Regions from separate parts of the Zea mays genome. Here all the other regions are linked to region 1. The links are chromatin contacts, called in public Hi-C maps. All regions are on one chromosome and are shown on one strand. The core of a region is the stretch at or near the end of the contact, and the rest is flanking DNA. Distances in the headings are between cores, read along the strand shown.

What was found. Hi-C and Micro-C count contacts between places; a contact is called where the count stands out from the background.
Region 2: a contact with region 1 is called in a Hi-C map of endosperm, with 5 times the contacts expected there. The contact joins the promoter of LOC100192491 here to the promoter of LOC542747 in region 1. A contact is called at or near these places in 3 of 25 Hi-C or Micro-C datasets (endosperm, leaf and seedling).
Region 3: a contact with region 1 is called in a Hi-C map of tassel, with 4 times the contacts expected there. The contact joins the promoter of LOC100192075 here to the promoter of LOC542747 in region 1. A contact is called at or near these places in 3 of 25 Hi-C or Micro-C datasets (endosperm, leaf and tassel).

What each region holds. Positions count from the first base shown.
Region 1 is chr3:7,313,992-7,318,366 of Zm-B73-REFERENCE-NAM-5.0, forward strand. It overlaps LOC542747 (eukaryotic initiation factor 3), which reads left to right and starts at 1,681. Exons shown (of 14, transcript NM_001112256.2): 1 at 1,681-1,802; 2 at 1,947-2,028; 3 at 2,837-3,318; 4 at 3,746-3,961; 5 at 4,045-4,375. The coding sequence starts at 1,983.
Region 2 is chr3:7,601,693-7,605,953 of Zm-B73-REFERENCE-NAM-5.0, forward strand. It overlaps LOC100192491, which reads right to left and starts at 2,808. Exons shown (of 22, transcript NM_001350132.1): 1 at 1,827-2,808; 2 at 822-937; 3 at 88-296. The coding sequence starts at 2,662.
Region 3 is chr3:7,008,552-7,013,216 of Zm-B73-REFERENCE-NAM-5.0, forward strand. It overlaps LOC100192075 (hexokinase1), which reads left to right and starts at 1,503. Exons shown (of 10, transcript NM_001137498.1): 1 at 1,503-1,720; 2 at 2,179-2,401; 3 at 2,878-3,028; 4 at 3,103-3,285; 5 at 3,509-3,583; 6 at 3,670-3,825; 7 at 3,948-4,046; 8 at 4,129-4,259; 9 at 4,484-4,565; 10 at 4,645-4,665. The coding sequence starts at 2,214.

The DNA of each region.
Region 1 (4,375 bases), core at 431-2,930:
GCTTAATTGGCATGCGAAGATCAGGATCAACGACAACTTGATCAACAATAAAATGATCTTAATGTTTTTATCCTCTTGATTCTCGTGTTTTGATGTCAATCTACAATAACAAAGTAATAATGCAACATTTAATAACCAACATATAGTGGAAATGGGAGAATAGGGGAGAAGAGAATACTCACAAATCACCGAATCGGTGGGACAATGAAATGGCTAGTGCCTGGTGATGTTGTCTAAGACTTTGGAGAGTTCAGAGTTCAGAGAATACTTATAAATCACTGACTCAGTGGGACAACTTGTTTGCTCTCTGATGTGGACTGATGACCTTTGAGAGTTCAGAGTTAGAGTCCTAATTCTTGCACCAAGACAGCCGAACAGGAAGGGGAAGCCGCCAAGCCGGCAAGCCGGCGCGACACCGTGATTCTGGACTGAGACTGCCGTATGGAACAATGGGTGGCTCCGTGGCTGACCTGTGGACGCCGGAGTTGGTGACGCCGCCGACCGCCGTGGAGGAGCCGAGCCGCCGGCGAGGAGCAGAAAACAAATGCCCGCTACGAACCGTGGAGGGAGGCAGGAAGCAGGGCGTAGGGCCACAGGGAGGTGAGGAGGTCGCTGACTGCCCAGCTTGCTGGTTGCTAGATCCATGGAGGGCGTGCAGCGGCCGTCGAGCTTGTCGTAGTGGGCACCGGCGACCAGCCGTCGACCTCGAGTCCTTGAGCAAGCAACAGAATGCGAGCCGCCATGGCAAGGTTGAGGCTAGGTCCATCAGGGTTGCAGTTGCCATATGCCCAGGCTTCAAGTGGAGAGGAAGGATAAATGGGCCAGAATTTTTTGGATGAAAAAACCTAAGTATAAATGGATATTTGGGCCACGACCCGGGCCATGACCCAGGTGGCCCGAGACCCAAATCCGCCCCTGTATGTAAGTGATAATCCGAATTGCTAGAACAAATTTAATATTTTGAAATAGATATGTATAAAATTTGATGTTGATATTTTTATGTTATCAAGCACATTATTATAAATAAGAATATTTTTTTTGCATAAATTGTTGTATGCATTATTTGCTCCATACAACAAAAAATTTTAAAAACCAAATTTGTATCCGAATTCATACCGAATTTTAAATCTATCATTTAAGAAATTATATAATAATTTTGTGAATTTTCTTTTATGGATTTTTACATGTTTAATGCTTAAAAACAAGAATATAATATTGCATATTACGATCAAAGTAAAAGACACAAAATCGGTATCTAAATAGTTATCGTTTTCATCCTGTCCGCAGCCACCGTGGCCTCGTCACGGGAGCCTAGGCCCTAGAGGCAGGGCGTTGGCGAGGTCGAGCGAGTCCGCGAGGCGGGCGGCCGTGGTGGCGTTGACGAGGGGGGAGTCGGAGTCGGAGTCGGAGTCGGAGTCCAGTTTGTTATGCAACACCGTCGCGACGCACAAGACTCCGATCTCACGGAAGAAATTTCCACCCCGTTTTTTTGGGAATCCATACTGAACCTCGGATCCATGATCAAGGGATGAAAATTATCCATGATGACGTCATAGCATGGTTGTGTTGCGCAGATATCTCCGGCCGTTTGGAAGGAGAAGGCCTATTAAAGGCCCAACTATACACAGGCCGCCTATATAAAAGGAGAGAACTAACCCTAAACTCCCAACCTTCGCCTCTCCTCCCGTTGTCAGCCGCCGTGCCTGTTCTCTCTGCCTTTCTAAAAGTGCGGCGACTGGTTGGGCTGCCGCCGACTGCCGGGGCCTTCGCCGACCTCTTCGCCGGCGAAGAGGTCCCATCAGGTATTGCCAAAATGAGTTCCCAAACTCTAATCTCAAACTATTTGGCTGTTTGATCGATGCCTGTTAGCTTCTAAGTTTTTTGCAAAAAAATATCGGGTGTACATGCCTTTGCTAGATCCCACCCTAACTGTTGGTGTGGTGCAGGAGAAGGAGTAGATCGTCGACCCAGAACCCTCGCTGATGGCGACTTTCGCGAAACCTGAGAACGCGCTGAAGAGAGCCGAAGGTGAGTTGCTGGGACTTGGGATCGATTTTTATCTGCGGGTGGTAGTTGTTGATGCTATGCCTGCTGCATGCGGGATTTGTCAGACCCTTGCGAATTAGCATAGCGTGAAGATGATGCGTGTGTTACTTGCTCTGATTGAATAGGGAATGTTTACTGCTGACGAATCTATTTACTGCTTGGTTCTAAATGTTAGTTTAGTTTGAAAGTTGGAATATTGACTACATTGATATTGTTACATTGATTAGGTGAACCTTGCTTCCTGCATACAAATAAATATTAGCCAGTTGTCTGTTCTCATTACATGAGGTATTTTGTCCCATTGAGATTTTTGTTTTGTTTTGTTTTGATGAATTATGTCATGCAATTGGTGGGAAGATAGAGAGAAATAGAGGAGTAGGTACAAGATGAGTTCAAAGTTTTGATCAAATTCCTAAAGAAATTCGTGATTTTTGGGTTTTTGCATAGGTGAACCAAAAAATTCAGTTAGAAATACTTAAAAATGCTACAATGTATATCGAAGTTAACACACCACTACACCTATCTTTAATAATTTGTGAAAAGCGTCCAGCCCTCCAGCATATGATATCTAGGGATAAAATCCCACTCCACTAAATGGAACCTTGTAAAGTTTATGCAACATAAAAATGATTTGTTTAATTTACCTGAAAACAACCAGGAAGGCTGGAATTTGAGGATTCTTGTGACTGTCAATTAAAAAACATGGTTGCAAATTCTTAAGAATCTGCTCGTATTGGTGTGTTGTCATAAAAGATGTGTATGCTGATCGCTTCCTCTGCTTTTATTTCAGAATTAATCCATGTTGGTCAAAAGCAGTCAGCCCTGCAGGCTTTACATGATCTCATTACCTCGAAAAGGTACAGGTCATGGCAGAAGCCTCTCGAAAAGATCATGATGAAGTATGTAGAACTCTGTGTTGACCTGAGGAAAGGCAGATTTGCAAAAGATGGTCTTATTCAGTATAGGATTGTCTGCCAGCAAGTAAACGTGTCATCCTTGGAGGATGTCATAAAGCACTTCATGCAGCTTTCAAATGAGAAAGCTGAACAAGCTAAGAGTCAGGTCGAAGCACTGGAAGATGCTCTGGATGTCGAAGATCTTGAAGCAGACAAGCGTCCCGAGGACCTCATGCTCAGTTTTGTCAGTGGGGAGAAAGGAAAGGACCGATCAGATAAAGAGGTTGTAACTCCATGGTTTAAGTTCCTCTGGGAGACATACAGGACTGTTCTAGAGATACTAAGGAACAATTCAAAGCTTGAAGCGTTATATGCTGTAAGCTATTCTCTTATGAGCATTTTGTTGCTTGCTTCTGTTGAATTTACTTTGTATGTGGCACATAAATTTTCCATGGTATTGGTACAACACATTACCATTTGCATAGTTTTTATTACTGAGAATTTACATCTTTTTTCCTCTCCATTTAACAACCATTATTCAGATGTATGTGCCAATTCAACCATTTTTTTACCTGAATTCAGCCTTTTTGCTATTATAAATGGTATCTAGCTGTCAAAATATATCTTGTGAACTCAATAGCTTAATGTACTGGCTGATATTTTGGTTAAACAGCTTGTCATTACTGACTTTCCTATTCGATCATGTGCCTACTGTTAACTTGCATTCCGATTTTCTCATTCTACAATTTCTCCAGAAAATACCATGAGTAGATTTTGTGACTGATTAACTTTCTAATATGCAGATGACTGCTCATAGGGCTTTTCAATTCTGTAAACAGTATAAGAGAACAACTGAATTCCGTAGGTTGTGTGAGATCATCAGAAATCATCTTGCTAATCTCAACAAATATCGCGATCAAAGAGATCGTCCTGATCTGACTGCACCTGAAAGTTTACAACTGTATCTTGATACACGTGTTGAGCAGCTTAAAGTTGCTACAGAACTCTCCCTTTGGCAGGTTTGTTCCATTACTTATGTATTTTAATTAATTCTTTACCCATATACAAATGCTACATTCCTTGAATTGTCCCTGGATTGCAGGAAGCCTTCCGATCGGTGGAAGATATCCATGGTTTGATGACCATGGTGAAGAAAATGCCAAAACCATCTATCTTGGTGGTCTATTATGCAAAGTTGACTGAGATCTTCTGGATATCGGACAGCCACTTATATCATGCGTATGCGTGGCTCAAGCTTTTCAACTTGCAGAAGAGCTACAATAAAAACTTGTCTCAGAAGGATCTACAGTTAATAGCATCTTCTGTTTTACTTGCTGCACTATCCGTGTCACCTTATGACAAAAAATATGGTGCATTTGAGACAGAGAATGAGAAAGAGCGCAACATGCGTCTGTCCAACCTTGTTAACTTTT
Region 2 (4,261 bases), core at 1,558-4,057, 290 kb after region 1:
GTCAGAAAACCAATTAAATGTTACAAAAGACATCATGGTTGGTACTTGGTAGAGTGTTAATCAAGATAGCATTACAAAGCCACATACCTGAACGCGACTCCAGAGCAAGGGGACAGCAACTTTGGCACGATTTCTTACAAAAACATTTGTCCACAGTGGTTGATTTGGAAACTCCAAAAGAAGAGTGTCTGTTTGTGTACTCAGATTGTTGTTACTGACAATAAGACTTTTTGGTACTGCTTCATAAAGAGTTCCAGCAGCTCCTGCATTATCTGGACAGCCTGAACTCCTTCCCCCTGAAAAAAATGACAGACATTAATTTCAAACAAAATAAAACAATAAGGTCATCTCATCTTAACAATAACTTTAGACGTGTGGTCTGTATCACAATCGCTAGAAAAATACCAAGAGTAGGAGTTTCATGGCACACATTTCACATATGGAGGTTAAGAGTTAGAGTGAAAAGGAACAGTACAATGCTTCTATAGATAACTAAAAAAAATTTTATTGTCATGATACAAGCAGCACATGGCATGCAGATCTCCTGCAAATGTAGACCTGTTAAACCTAAATCACAAGAATACAAGAGAGAAGAAGTAGAGATCAATTCAGAGCGGATCCTAGATAGGTTTAGAATGAAGCAACAGCATACAACCAAAGGTAAAATAGCAGAACTGATAACCATAAAGTGAAACAGATAGTAAAGAACTATATGCATCTTTGATCTTTCTACTTGCAGTTCTTCAAACAGTGATAACTGTTAACACTAAAAACAAATCAAGTCAGAAAACAGAATTCAGTGTGAACTTAGAGAAAGTTACCGTGAACAAAAATCTGGGTGTCATCATGTCTACTAAAAACGTTAATAGAAACTCGCCCTCCACCTCCCCCAGCCAAACCATCACCCCCAGAGGCACTGATCTTGCCACCACCATGCCTGTTGCCAGCAGAGGATAAGAAGAGATGAAAAAAACTGCAATGGCTTACTAAATATCCTGAAGTACAAAACCTTATAATAAGCACTAAGCAGATCTAGTGATCTACAGCAAAACAAACTTGCAAATGAATAGAAATTCATCCACTGCCCCTTTTCTTACATAATAATATACCATTATGAGATTATGACTAGTATAGAACTATTGCTTGACTCACTCACCAATTAATCATGTGCATCACTCATCTACTCTCAATGAATCCATGAGGGTGATCCTATCTTACCCTAACTTTCTATGCACATAGAAATCCTAAAATCTTGGTGATTGGACAGAACTAAGTTTCAAAGCATAGCATCAAACTGACAGTGACTACACTGACACTAGGCTTCCCAAAAAATACAACAAACATGGATTCACAATTTAGAAATCTGAGAATTGTTGTTTCTTATTTCAGTATATCAAATAAATGAACTAATTTGCCCTAAATGCATATCTGCAAGGGGGAGAAGAGCGGCCTTCATCTATTGCCTCTTAGCCCACTATATCTGGGTACAAACATGGCCAAGAATGACTATTATGTCTGGTTCATTTAAACTACAGGACCTATCAATGCTTTCTGCTGGACTTCAGTTGGTAAATGTTTTTCAAACTTCAACTTAATTCCACTATATTTCTCACCAATTTATTCTGCTGGTCTTCCCAATTGGTAACTGTTTTCCAAATTCTACTTGACTCAGCTTGCATTCCCACATCTCAAATCACTTAGCATAAAGAAAGCAGAACAGAAAATCATTCCACAAACACTACTTGATTAACTAAGCTTGCATTCCCATATCTCAATTCACTTAGCATAAAGAAAGAAGAACAAAAAATCATTCCACAAACACTCACATCGATGCAGCCCTTATAAAGATGCTCCCTCCAGAACCACCACCACCCTTCTCATTGCTATCCCCACCGTTGGCGAGAACTGTGCCATTCATGACCAGGTCCTCAGCAAACAGCCACACGATGCCACCACCGTCACCACCATAGTCCTTCTCAACGCTGGTCGAGCCCCCTTTGCTCCCGTAGCTCCAGGGGTGTTCGAGGTCAGACCATGCATAGGCATCGCCGCCCCATGAATCCTCCTGCGTCTGCCCTTCCTTGACGAAGCAGCTGGCGCCACGACCACCGTGCCCGCCACCGTCGCCGTGCGTCCCCGTGGGAACGCCACTGGTCCGGTCTGGCGGATCACCAGCGAGCGCGGTGGTATTCACGACGACCGTGTCGGCGACCGTGATGTTGGTGGCAACCAGCGAGACCCTGCCGGCTGTGACGCGGACGCCGCGGCTGAGGCGCACCTCGCCTGAGAAATTGGCGGATATAACGCACCCGTACTTCTCGCAGGTCAGGGAGGCGCCAGAGAGGAGCACGAGGCTGCCGTTCCCCGTGATGTAGACGTCGCCGTCCAGCTCCACTTCCTCGGAGACCTCGCAGCGCGTGTGGAAGTCACCCTTCCCGTGGAGGTCCCCCTCACATGTCGCCGTCGGCGACGGCGGGTCCGGGGGCGGGAGCGGGGGCGACGGCGGCGAGTAGTCGTGCCACATCAGGATCGAGTACGGGTCCGGGTCCGCCCGATCTGAAGCCTCCGCTCCGCCGCCCCGGCCGAGGCCGCCGTTCCCGAGAACCGCGCCGAGCAGCAGCAAGAGTCGGAGATTGAAGAGGGGACAGATATGACAGGCCATGGAGGGCTCATCAGAATCCAGGCTCTAGGGGTTGGTAGCGCAGTACTGTCTCCGGACGCCGCGCTTGTAGTGGCCGCCGGCGATGGCGGCGGCGGCGGCGGAGGCGGGTGTTCCTGGAGTGGGTTTGGTGTCGATTTGGGTTTAACTCATTTTTCCCCTTTCGACTTTGCTCCGTTTCTCTCGCGCATTTTGATGTTCGTTTTTTGGAGAGGAAGGGTGTGGAGGGAGAAGGGTGTTACGCCGTTGGATTCACCTCTAGATTCGTATAGCAGGGGTCGGGACGTCGGGTTCGCTCGCGTGTGTGGACACAACACAAGTGGAGCACGAGCGGTGGGTTTTCTCACTTGTCTGTTTGTTTTTAAAATTTACTGCTCTTTACATTAGTCACATGCCGGTGCGTACAATTCCTATATATATTAAACTATATTATGGTAAAACACAAAAGTATATGTATTGAATTGGCTAGGTGAATGTAAATATAGTGTTTTTATAATTCTCTTGGTTAGATAATAAGGGCTTGTTTGATTGGGTTATAATATATCTAGATTATATAATCTCGTTTAGTTTAAAATAAAATATGCTGGCAGTCCCTAAACTTATGAACCTATATCAGACAGGTTTCTAAACTCTTAAGGGCTAGTTTGGGAACATCGTTTTTCCAAAGGATTACAATTTTCCCTTGAGAAAATGAACTAATTTCCCTTGGGAAAATTGGATTTCCTTGGGAAAACGGTGTTCCCAAACTAGCCCTAAAATGAAACAATAATCTAGTGTCATTTAGGTTCAAATGGGTGTGTGGCGCGTGTTTAGCTGACATGGCTTCGCCACAAAGTCGCCTACGTGGCTGGTAAAGGATTTTTTTTTGCACGCACCCCCTTGTAATCGCTTCAGAGTCCACGCCTTTTTTTTCAAAGTCTCAAAGACATGATACATTTGTCTCTCTTTTTATAGCTCATGCTTGTTTATCTTTCTAATTTCCTTGAGACGATAGCAAAAAAGGTTGGCACGTAATTTACGAGCTTCTCAAGAAAAAAACTGAAAAGGTTATGTATTTTTCTCAGACATGTAGAAATGTTATATATAACTATATTAAAACAATATATAAAAAATATATGAAACATATACCTACAACACATACATATACAACAACAACACTATCGACGTGATTTGTTGGCCGATTTACTCGCGTCGAGCTCCCGCCACCTGCTCCATTAGGGAAGCTCCCTCATCGCATCTCCGCACATATAGGCTACGCCCATGTTATAATATTGGAGAAATAAGTGACATGCTTTCAAGATATTTAACTAGATTAAATATTCTAATTCCGAATAAAACAAGCATAGAACTCAGATAAATGTCATATATAATTATTGCAGCAATGAACAGTAGCAATTCTAGAACATGTAAATATGTAAAATAGCATCTCAGGTCTATTTTATAATTAAACATGGCTTGCAGATGAAGAAGGCAGATTAAACAAATAAACATGATTGTTTATCTTAAAATATTGCTCTCAAAATAGCGGGTTGCTGTAATAAACAGCCCTCCAACGCTAAAAGGTGATCAGAGATCCTCGACTAACGTGACAGTCCTATCTTA
Region 3 (4,665 bases), core at 253-2,752, 310 kb before region 1:
TGGAATTGCCTCAGCAAAAATGGATGGAATTGGACCAAAAAAGTTATTTAGTTTTGTTGTTGATTATACATCAGTGGAAACATCAAGATTCATGAGTCAACCAAGTATCACATTGACCAAATTGAACAAACGATAGATCAAGGTTGTGTTCATTGAGAATGTAATACGGGAGAATGAACATACATTAAACAGTAAATTTCTATTTCCTTTTATAGCAAAAAATCATGTACTAATGCAGAACAAACAAGATGTTCACACACGTTCATTTACTTCTCGTGACTAATCTCATAGGCTACACACAATTGCTCTATAGTGACAAAAATGTGATGCTCTAAGTGTCATGCTCATGTGTGGATGGTTGGAAAGATGACATTACTTGTGCATGATTGGTACGAGAGGTTGTCGAGTGTTATGCTAATGCGAGACGAGTCACACGTTAACGTGCTCCTTTTAGCTCTTACCAGCATTCATTGTCACTTTAGTCACCACGTGAGGTGCACGCCTGATGATGCATGCAAGACTTATCCTCTTCCACTCTCCGATATAGCTATGGAAAGGCGAGACCCACGATGTTCTCTAGTCGTGACATCGATCTTGTTGGTTTCCCCCTCCACTAACCTAGCCAAAGGTCGAAGTGTTCAAGTAGGTATATGTTCTATAATGGAGTCAATGGTGGCATTTTTTGGCAGGTTGTTGTCCCTCCAAACCGCTGACGCCATCCTGCGTGTCATAGCCTATGCAATGATATCCTTATGGGGTACGTTTCTTCCCACAAGTTTGGTTGCTAGTTTTATTTATTTTTCTATGTGTGTGGGTGGGTGGGTGGGTGGGGGGGTATTGCTACCTTGTCGATGTGGGTTTCTAATGTCTGTTACCCGGCCATTAGAACTTGAATGTATCAATTACTTCTTTTCTTAGCAAGAAAGGGACCTTGCCAAAGGCCATTCAACATGTGTTGTTGATGATGATTCTATCACCTTATATGATTGGAATTTGAAGGCGTCGGTCACTTCTTTCCCTAATTTGCAAGGCAATGTCCTTGCCTATTGTTCATGGATGCGGAGACACATCCTTAACATCGTATGTCCATCTCGAGTACTTTACTCTGATCAGCTTCGACAAGGCTATATCATTCATTCTAGGTTTGAAGGAGGGTGAAAGAGAAGTTTCAAAACCTGCAAGGACTTTGTTTCTTAGTCTCAGTGGGTCTTCCTGTATCGGGTTGTTTGCGTAAGTTAAATAGTGCATTAATATTAATATCAGTCCAACTCCAACGAAGTTTCCTTTAAGAAAACAAAATCCTACGCGGGCGCATGCAGTAATCGGATATACACGTACTTGGATAGTTGGATGGCAGTTGGCAATAAAAGGCGTGCATGACACGTTCGCTGTGTACAGGCTAAGCCATCTGTCATCGCTCTTAACCCCACGTAGCAGCAATCCAACGCGCCCACCTCCGTCCATAAATCCACAAGGCCCCCGGAGTCTCTGCCCAGCGGGCCCGGCAGTCCCACAAGATCACAGCACATACGCTTCCTCCATTCCACTCGGCCGCGACCGCGACCGCGACGGCGAGCGAGGGGCCGAGGTGGGACGCCGCGCCGCTTCTGCAGAAAGAAAAAGGCCAGGTGAGGTGCTCGACGCGGGAGCGGGACCGGAGTAGCGCCAGCGTCCCATTCCCGGCCAACCTCCCTGTTCATCTCCATGCCGACCTGACTCGGTATGATAAGATCCATGTGATCCAGAGCCTGATCCGAACACGATCCCTTTCTCCCCTTTCCCTGCGTAGTGCGGAGCTCCAGTGAAGGAACCAAACAGCGCAACACACGAACACACCAGGCGGCAGGCTCCACCCCGTCCTTTTCCTGCCTTTTCCCCCCGTCGAGTTAATCCATCCAGTCGCCAAAAGCTTTGCTAAATTTCACGTGTCTCGCCTCGAGTCGTCCCTAATCCGACGATGCCTTGTTCTACTCCTAAAAAAACCCAAATATCCTGACTTTCTCTTGCTGCTAGCCTCCCTTTTCCCTTCTCCCTTAATCGCACTGTTGGAAGCTCTTCGCTGTCACCCCCACCCACCTCCGGCGCTCTTTTTTAGCATTTTCCTTGGGCTCTGGACTCCAAAATCCCAGCCTTTTGTTTGCTTCTCTGTCTCCTGCTGATTGGTGTCCCCGGGTCCAGGACTCTTGATTTGCTCCTCGCGGGGGTTCGGTCCCATGGCGGCAGCTGCGCTGGCAATGGCAGAGCAGGTGGTGGCCGAGCTCCGAGTGAGGTGTGAGACGCCGCCGTCGATGCTGCGCGAGGTGGCCGTGGAGATGGCCCGCGAGATGGGCGCGGGGCTGGAGAAGGACGGCGGGAGCAGGGTCAAGATGCTCCTCTCCTACGTCGATAAGCTCCCCACAGGGTTCGTGCTTCTGAACCTGTCTTTCTTGCTCTGTTTGTATGATGATCAGAGGATGATTTTGCGTCCTGTTGCTTGTTTGGTAGTCCTAACAATAACAGGATGGTGTAAAGACCTCGTTCAGGAAACAGTATTTTGTAGAAAGTCGTGATGTGTTCCTTCCATGCTCGGCATCACTATTATTGAGAGGATATAGCATATCAACATGTTTCTGTTTTTTTATTCTTTTTGGTAATAATTTATATGACTGGATTTGAGAACGATGTATCTATGGAATGAATTTGGCCATCATATGCAATAGATTCTACGTCTGAATCTGATAGCATAAAAGGACTATCCAACTGTACAGTGATTTATGTGAGCTTCAAGCTACCTGATGCATATAGACATAATCTAAGGATAATTGTTGTAAAGAGGCAGGCAAATCCATCTGCCTTGAGCACACCGTTACAGTATTTTACTTGTACCACTGACTTCAGGAGAGAGGAAGGATTATTCTATGGATTGGACCTAGGAGGAACGAATTTCCGCGTCTTGAAAGTGCAACTAGGTGGGAATGCGAAGCATGTCGTTGACCGTGACTCCAGAGAAGTCGGCATTCCGCCACATCTGATGTCAGGGAGCTCCTCGGTAAGTATAGCCGTCAAGAATTCAGTTAATGCGGTTTGTTTTTAATCTGACAGTATGCTTTTACAACATCCTAGGAGCTTTTTGGTTTCATTGCTTCTGAATTGGCCAAGTTTGTTGACGATGATGAGAAGTGCGCTAACATTTCGAATGGCAAGAAGCGAGAAATAGGGTTCACGTTTTCGTTCCCAGTGAAGCAGCGTTCTGTAGCTTCCGGTACGCTTGTCAAGTGGACAAAGGCATTTTCCATTAATGATGCTGTAAGTCTTGATGTGCCCATATGCCAAACTTGTCTGTGTTCAACGTGAAAGGTTTTGTTAACTGAAGCTTCTCGAAGATCTTGTATTGCTACCCCATTTATGATCATAGTGATCTTTATCCTGAAGCTATTTTTAGTAACAATGTTTTATTGGATCAAGTGTACGCACTGAAATGGTTTCTTATTGAAAACGCTCCGTTAAATTGATGTTTGTATGGAATCAGGTAGGCGAAGATGTGGTGGCTGAACTGCAAACAGCCATGGAGAAGCAAGGTCTGGACATGCATGTAGCTGCATTGGTGAGTGTTGTCAACATATTTTTTTTTATACTCCATCAGTCTTGGATAAGCAACTTGTGGTTTCAGCAGACCTTGTGATGAAACAGATTAATGATGCTGTTGGGACGCTGGCGGGAGCAAGGTACTATGACAAAGATGTTGTCGCTGGTGTAATATTTGGCACTGGCACAAACGCAGCATATGTTGAGAAGGCAAATGCTATTCCAAAATGGGAGGGTGAGCTGCCCCATTCAGGAGACATGGTAAGATTCGAGCCTTGGAGACCACATTGTTTTTTACTAAATCTAGCAGTACTCAGAGAATGATTGCAGGTTGGGCTGTGCTAATTTTTATTTAGAAAAAAAACGATTTTGCTGTACTTCAGGTCATCAACATGGAATGGGGTAACTTCTTCTCATCTCATCTCCCCATCACTGAATATGATCAAGAATTAGATAAGGAGAGCTTAAATCCAGGAGAACAGGCAAGTTTGTGTATAGAAGATACATGCTGCTGTTCATACTGTTGGTTTCTCATGTTGTTGTCTCGCTATCGACTTCTTTCAGATTTACGAGAAGTTAACGTCAGGAATGTATTTAGGTGAAATTGTAAGGAGGGTGCTCCTTAAAATATCATTGCAGTCCGCCATTTTTGGTGATATTGACCACACTAAGCTTCAAACCCATTTCCTTCTGCGGTATGTGTCAGCTTGGCTTTTTTTGTAGCTGCACTCTTTATGTTAAAATCTGGAACAAGGTTGCGAAGCATTGGCTTCAAAATTTAAATTACATGCTTATGTAGGCCGTTCATCATGTTTTATGATTTAATTGAACAGATCATTGTGGAGTGTAGCAACAAAAAATGTCAAATTCAATTCAAGCTTGGCTTGTGCTAATAAATCTAGGTCTATGTGGTTCACAGGACTCCACATATTTCAGCAATGCACCATGACGAAACATCTGATCTGAAGATTGTGGCCGAAAATTTTGAAGAAAACCTAGAGGTACGTCGGCATTGTGACCATGTGCTTTGTCATGTCATACAGAGGTATACCTGAGCTGGTTTGATGATGTCTACTGCAGATTACAGGCACATCCTTGGAG